2 separate regions of the Sus scrofa genome follow, and region 1 is linked to region 2. Evidence: chromatin contacts called from public promoter capture Hi-C data. All regions are on one chromosome and are shown on one strand. Each heading gives the region's core, a stretch centred on a gene start, on an enhancer-like site or on the middle of the called end of the contact. The rest is flanking DNA. Distances are from core to core; before and after follow the strand shown.

The links. Promoter capture Hi-C pulls out the DNA fragments that hold promoters and counts their contacts.
Region 1: a promoter capture Hi-C map of fetal skeletal muscle shows a contact between it and region 2, with 3 times the contacts expected there. The contact joins the promoter of AGRP here to the promoter of FAM96B in region 2. A contact is called at or near these places in 1 of 5 promoter capture datasets (fetal skeletal muscle) and 1 of 2 datasets of contacts at active chromatin or transcription factors (alveolar macrophages).

Annotation. Positions count from the first base shown.
Region 1 is chr6:28,132,399-28,135,098 of Sscrofa11.1, reverse strand. It overlaps AGRP (agouti related neuropeptide), which reads left to right and starts at 1,438. Exons shown (of 3, transcript NM_001011693.1): 1 at 1,438-1,567; 2 at 1,724-1,815; 3 at 2,233-2,415. The coding sequence starts at 1,438. The coding sequence ends at 2,415.
Region 2 is chr6:27,611,240-27,614,102 of Sscrofa11.1, reverse strand. FAM96B (mitotic spindle-associated MMXD complex subunit MIP18) reads left to right here and starts at 1,486. Exons shown (of 5, transcript XM_021094030.1): 1 at 1,486-1,691; 2 at 1,851-1,930; 3 at 2,190-2,315; 4 at 2,732-2,777. The coding sequence starts at 1,544. LOC110260939 (a long non-coding RNA gene) reads right to left here and starts at 1,448. Exons shown (of 5, transcript XR_002344555.1): 1 at 244-1,448.

The sequences.
Region 1 (2,700 bases), core at 189-2,688, 520 kb before region 2:
CAGTAGGTGACCCTCTTAGCTCCTAGGACTGTTAACCTGAGCCAACCACAAGTGAGCTAACGCCAGCTGGATTTCAGAACAGACGTCAGTGCCCATCTGTGGAAGAAGCCTGCCACAGCCCCGCCCTCTGCAGCACACCCCTCCCCACACAACTCACACACAACTCCCCACACAACTCACAGGCCAGAGGCTGCCAGATGATAACCTATGGTTTCAACTGGCTTTCTGGAAAGACTTCCTCAGGCCTCATCCTGGTCAGAACAGCCTGTGTAAACCTGGGTCACAAACAACCCCAACAGCCTCTTCAACTTCCTCTTGCTGCCTTGGGCCAGCTGTTTGTACACTGAGCCCTAGAAGCTGATTCAGCCTGCATCCCTTTACCTAACTGGCAGTGTGTAAGTGCACGGGGTGGAGGGGGTGGGCAGTGAAGAAGGGCTGGGGCAGGTGGGGTCCTGTGTGTTCTCTTGTTTCCATGAAAGGACAGTTCTCCATTCACCTGATGCTGATGAGACCAGGCGTGGGCACAGGCCTGACAACGCAGGGCGGAAAGGAGCAGCCATTAGTACTAATGAAGCAGGCAGCCTGAAAGCTTTTTACTTAGAAGCTGCTCGCCCACCCAGGGAACAGTCCGTTCTGCCACCTTGGCTTCCAGGAACCCCAGGCAGAAAAGGATGTGGGGGCAGGAGCAGGGGCGGGGTCTTGGAAAAGGCTGGAGGAAGAAGGAGGAGGGGTGGTAGAGGGGATGGAGGCAGAGAGTCTGCTCTTGGCTAGATCGGCTTCTTCCCTCCCCTCTCTCCTCTGCAAAACCCAGGGTCTAGGTCTGTACCCCAACCCCACCCCACTGTGGTCACTGGTCCATCACCCCCTTCAATGCCCTTGACCTAAGTTCCTGGAAGCAAAAGGAACATGCCACGTGTAGGGTCTGAGTGAGCATCTCCAGGGCCACAAATTAAATTAAGTGTTCAGGGCCGCCTGCCTTATTATGGCTAATAGCGCTAGCCTACCCATCCCCCAGGTCCCTGTCCTGTAGAAATTTGGGGGCCCTGGGTACCCTATATCATTCCCAAACTTTCATTGGCTCCTGGAGACTTCACCCCAAACTAGAGATGGGTATTCCTCTTGCAGAGCACCCAAAAGCCTGTGAGAGAGGCCTGAACTGTGTCCCCACCCATTGGGGGGGGGCCCTCATGCTCTGGCTGCAGAGAGCAGTCACGTGTGGGTCCTTCATTAGACCCTGCCATATAAACTGAGGGCATAGGGTGGCCAGGAACTCTTGGGGCAAGGATCCAGCAAGCAGAGGTAAGTCCTCAGGTTGAGCGGGGACTCTTACTTTCTGTGGGGTGGGGGTGGGGGTGCTTCCCTCTGGGGTAGGGCACCTAGAGAGTGCTCCAAGGATGAAGAGGGACTAAGTGGCACATTCTCCTGTTGAGCCAGGCTATGCTGACCACAATGTTGCTGAGCTGTGCCCTACTGCTGGCAATGCCCACCATGCTGGGGGCCCAGATAGGCTTGGCCCCCCTGGAGGGTATCGGAAGGCTTGACCAAGCCTTGTTCCCAGAACTCCAAGGTCAGTGCGGGCAGGAGTGGGTTGGGTGGGGCTTGGACATCCTCTGGCCACAAAGTATTCTGCTTGTATGAGCCCTTTCTTCCCCTTCCCAATCCCAGGCCTGGGAGGTGGGTGTTTTGTGCATGGGTGGTTCTGCCCTCACATCATCTGTCCCAGATCTAGGCCTGCAGCCCCCACTGAAGAGGACAACTGCAGAACGGGCAGAAGAGGCTCTGCTGCAGCAGGCCGAGGCCAAGGCCTTGGCAGAGGTAACAGCTCAGGGAAAGGGCTGAGGCCACAAGTCTTGAGTGGGTGTGTCAAGCATCAACCTCTATCTGTGCTTGGAGTTGCCACTGTGGTACAACGGGATTGGCGGTGTCTTGGGAGCGCTGGGACGTGGTTTCATCCCCGGCCAGCACAAGTGGGTTAAGGATCTGGCCTTGCCATCCCTTCAGCTTAGGCTGAGACTGTGGCTTGGAGCTGATCTCTGACCGGAAGCTCCATATGCTCTGGGGTGACCAAAAATGGAAAAACAAACATACAAAACACCTCTACCTGCACTTCCTGACCCCCTCACCCGGGGCGACACTGCAGACCATCCCGTTCACGCTCCACTTCCATCCTGCCTTGATCTGGCGCATTCCATGAATGTGCTTTTGGAAGTCCTTGTTTCCCAACCCTTGTAGGTGCTAGATCCTGAAGGACGCAAGGCACGCTCCCCACGTCGCTGCGTAAGGCTGCACGAATCCTGTCTGGGACACCAGGTACCATGCTGCGACCCATGTGCTACATGCTACTGCCGTTTCTTCAACGCCTTCTGCTACTGCCGCAAGCTGGGTACTGCCACGAACCCCTGCAGCCGCACCTAGCTGGCCAGCCAATGTCGTCGGGGTCGGGGTGGGGGTAGGCGGGCGCCAATAAAGTATGGGACCAACCCCAGGGTTGTGGCGTTATTTTGAATGTGACGGTCGTTAGGGGCGAAGGTGCCTCTAAGCCAAGAAACCACAGACACATCCCTACTCCAGGGCCTGCGCTATTCCAACATGAGTCACTTACACTCTTAAGAGTGCCAGGAGCGGTTGGGAGAAGCAGAGGAGGACCGTGCTCCAACCCTAGAAGAAGCTTATATAATAAATGCGGGGGAAAGAGTCGCA
Region 2 (2,863 bases), core at 237-2,736:
GTCTCAAATTCTTCCCCAGCCCACCTAGGCAGGTACTGCTCTGAGCCCCTAGGGACCACTCATCGGTTGGTGTAGTGTGATCTGGGGCAGCCCTGACTCTCCCTCTGCCTCAGGGGCACATCTTAGGGTCACGATGTGTTGGGTCCGCACAGGGTGCTGTAGCTCCCTATTGGCTCCCACTTCCCTGACATCTGTCCTCCCGCAGCCTCAGGTCCTGTCTCTGCAGAATTTGGCGAGTCTTACCTGGGTTCCTGTCACCCTGCTTGGGAGCCTCATCCTATAGCTGGGGATTAAGAGAAGCAGAAGTCTGAGGAGGCGCTCAGTGGCACTCGAAGTCCATCCAGCTGCATGGTGAGCTTACAGGTCTTTTTCTTTTTTGCCCTACCATTGGGCACTCTGCTTTTCACCAAGTGGCTGCACAGGAACCCATCCAGCAGTCATTCAGGTCTAGAGATTGGACTGGGCAGGGAGTGGTGAGTTTGGCAGGAGAGACGGACTGAACAGGCCAAGGCCAGTGGCAGGCAGGGGCTAGCACATTAGCTTCCCCTCTCCCCAGGTTCTTCTGGGCTTCTACACAATACCAAGAACCCTCACCTCATACCTGAGTTCACTGTCCTTACAGCCATGGGCCCGACAAGTGTGTCCAGGGGGTCGAGAGAGAGAGCAGACGGAACTGTGATTAGGGAAACCAGGAGAGCTTCCTTGAAGAGGTGCCCTGGTCAGGATTCCCACAGACAGAGAAATGGGAATGACCTTCGTTCAGAGCGAAGGGAACCAACTAAGTAAAGGCAGGGAAGAGTGGCTGCCCTTCTCTCCAAAAACTCCTTGCTTTCTGGGATCGATTTCCTGGCTCTGCCTTCATCCCCTTATTGTCCCAGTTCTGGGGGTCTCTGAGGACCCCCTCCCTGATCGGCAATGGCCTGCCTTTTGAATGCACACCTGCCTGTGGCACTCCTCTTAAGAACACCCTCAACCCCACCTCAGGTCTTTCCTTTTACCCACCTCCCGCCAAAATCGAGTTCAGGCATTAATCACTGGACAAATATTTAAAGAACACCAGCTGGCCCGCGCGCTGGGGACCAGGAGGGCACTCCCGGGCCCAAGGAGCAGTGGGGGCTGCAGGTGCGCCACCGGGAGCTTCCAAAACACAGTGAACCCTGCACGGACAGAGGCAATTCTGGGGAAGGGAGCGGTCGCCTAGTCTAAGGGGCGGGCTTCTCAGAGGAAGCGATGTCTGAAGAAACTTCTCGGTCAATCCCAGACGAACCCTAAGTGCCTCAGTCTCGGACTCCACGGTCTAGCACGCTACCCGCCCGCACGCGGGGCCGGGTCTGCGAGCCTTTGCTGGAGCGCTGCGCATTTCCCCGGGTCTGCGTGGAGAGCGCGCCTACAACACCGCTCCACTCTATCCCCAGGCGGAGTACCGGCAGCGCTGCGTGTCCCTCGCGTTACCCCGTCGCCACGCCACGCCCCCTTCCCGTTCCCCGGAAGTGCATTCGTAGAAGCGGAAGTGCATGTCTACAGTTGCGGCCGAGGTTCCGCGATGGTGGGCGGCGGCGGAGGTGGCGTTGGGGGCGGCCTTCTGGAGAACGCGAACCCCCTCATTTACGAGCGCTCTGGGGAGCGGCCAGTGACCGCGGGCGAGGAAGACGAGCAAGTTCCAGACAGCATCGATGCGCGCGAGATCTTCGATATCCGCCGCTGCCGGGCGCGGGCGGGTTCACGGGTCCTGGGATGGGGTGGGATGTGGTGATGTCCAATAGTTGGTGGAGCTGTATCAGGGCCGAGCATTCCCGGCGGAGGGTTCTGAGTGGGCAGAAGCGCAGAGTCCCTTTTCCTTCACTTAGCACATCTGATTCGCTCCATCAATGACCCGGAGCATCCACTGACGCTGGAAGAATTGAACGTAGTAGAGCAAGTCCGGGTTCAGGTGAGTCACCTCCAGCATCCCGGGGGAGTGACTTGTTCCAGGGAGTCAGAAAGGCTCAACTTTGCTCCGGGGGGTGGGTGTTGTCTCAGCTCACAGAATCCTCAAGGGTCTTTGGAAGGGGGTGGGGTGTGTGCCTATTCTGTAGATGAGGAAACTGCATCCTACAGTGTTTAAGACAACTTGCCTGAAGCAGTAAACTAAGAAGAGGGGCTCTGGGCTAAGGGGGCCATGTCTCCCAACACTCCACCTCCTCAACCAGGTAAGCGACCCTGAGAGCACAGTGGCTGTGGCTTTCACACCCACCATTCCGCATTGCAGTATGGCCACCCTTATTGGCCTGTCCATCAAAGTCAAGCTTCTGCGATCCCTTCCTCAGCGTTTTAAGGTAAGTTGGAACTGAGCCCTAGGCGTGGGGCAGGCATGAGTGTCTGCTACTGAGGAGGGCGTGGAGAGCATGAACATGGATAACACAGTGAGACCTGAAGGGATCCCAGCTCGCAGAGATGAAACCGGGAGGAGGCTTTCCAATTGGATGGGACAGGATTTAGAGGCCCAAGCTGGAAAGTGCAGAAAAGTAGTGAGGAATGTGGCCTTAGGGGGCTGTGGATAGGTTTGGAGCAAGGATGGGGTCCAGGCAGGCTTTTGAGTCAGTAGCAGTTGGCCAGTCTTTTGGGTAGAGTTGCAGTGGCCATGAGTGGGTTTGGGTGTAATGGAAGGACCAGAGTCCAGAGGCATGAATGTGGAGACGGAAAGGGGTGGATGGGTGTGTGAGTGCCCAGACCCCACTTCTCTTCCTCCCAGATGGACGTGCACATTACGCCAGGGACCCATGCCTCTGAGCATGCAGGTAAGCATGGGCTGATGTCAAGGCATTGGCCTGGAGGCTTCCCCTTGCCGTTGTGGTTTGTAGGGCAAGATGGAGGGTAGGGCATG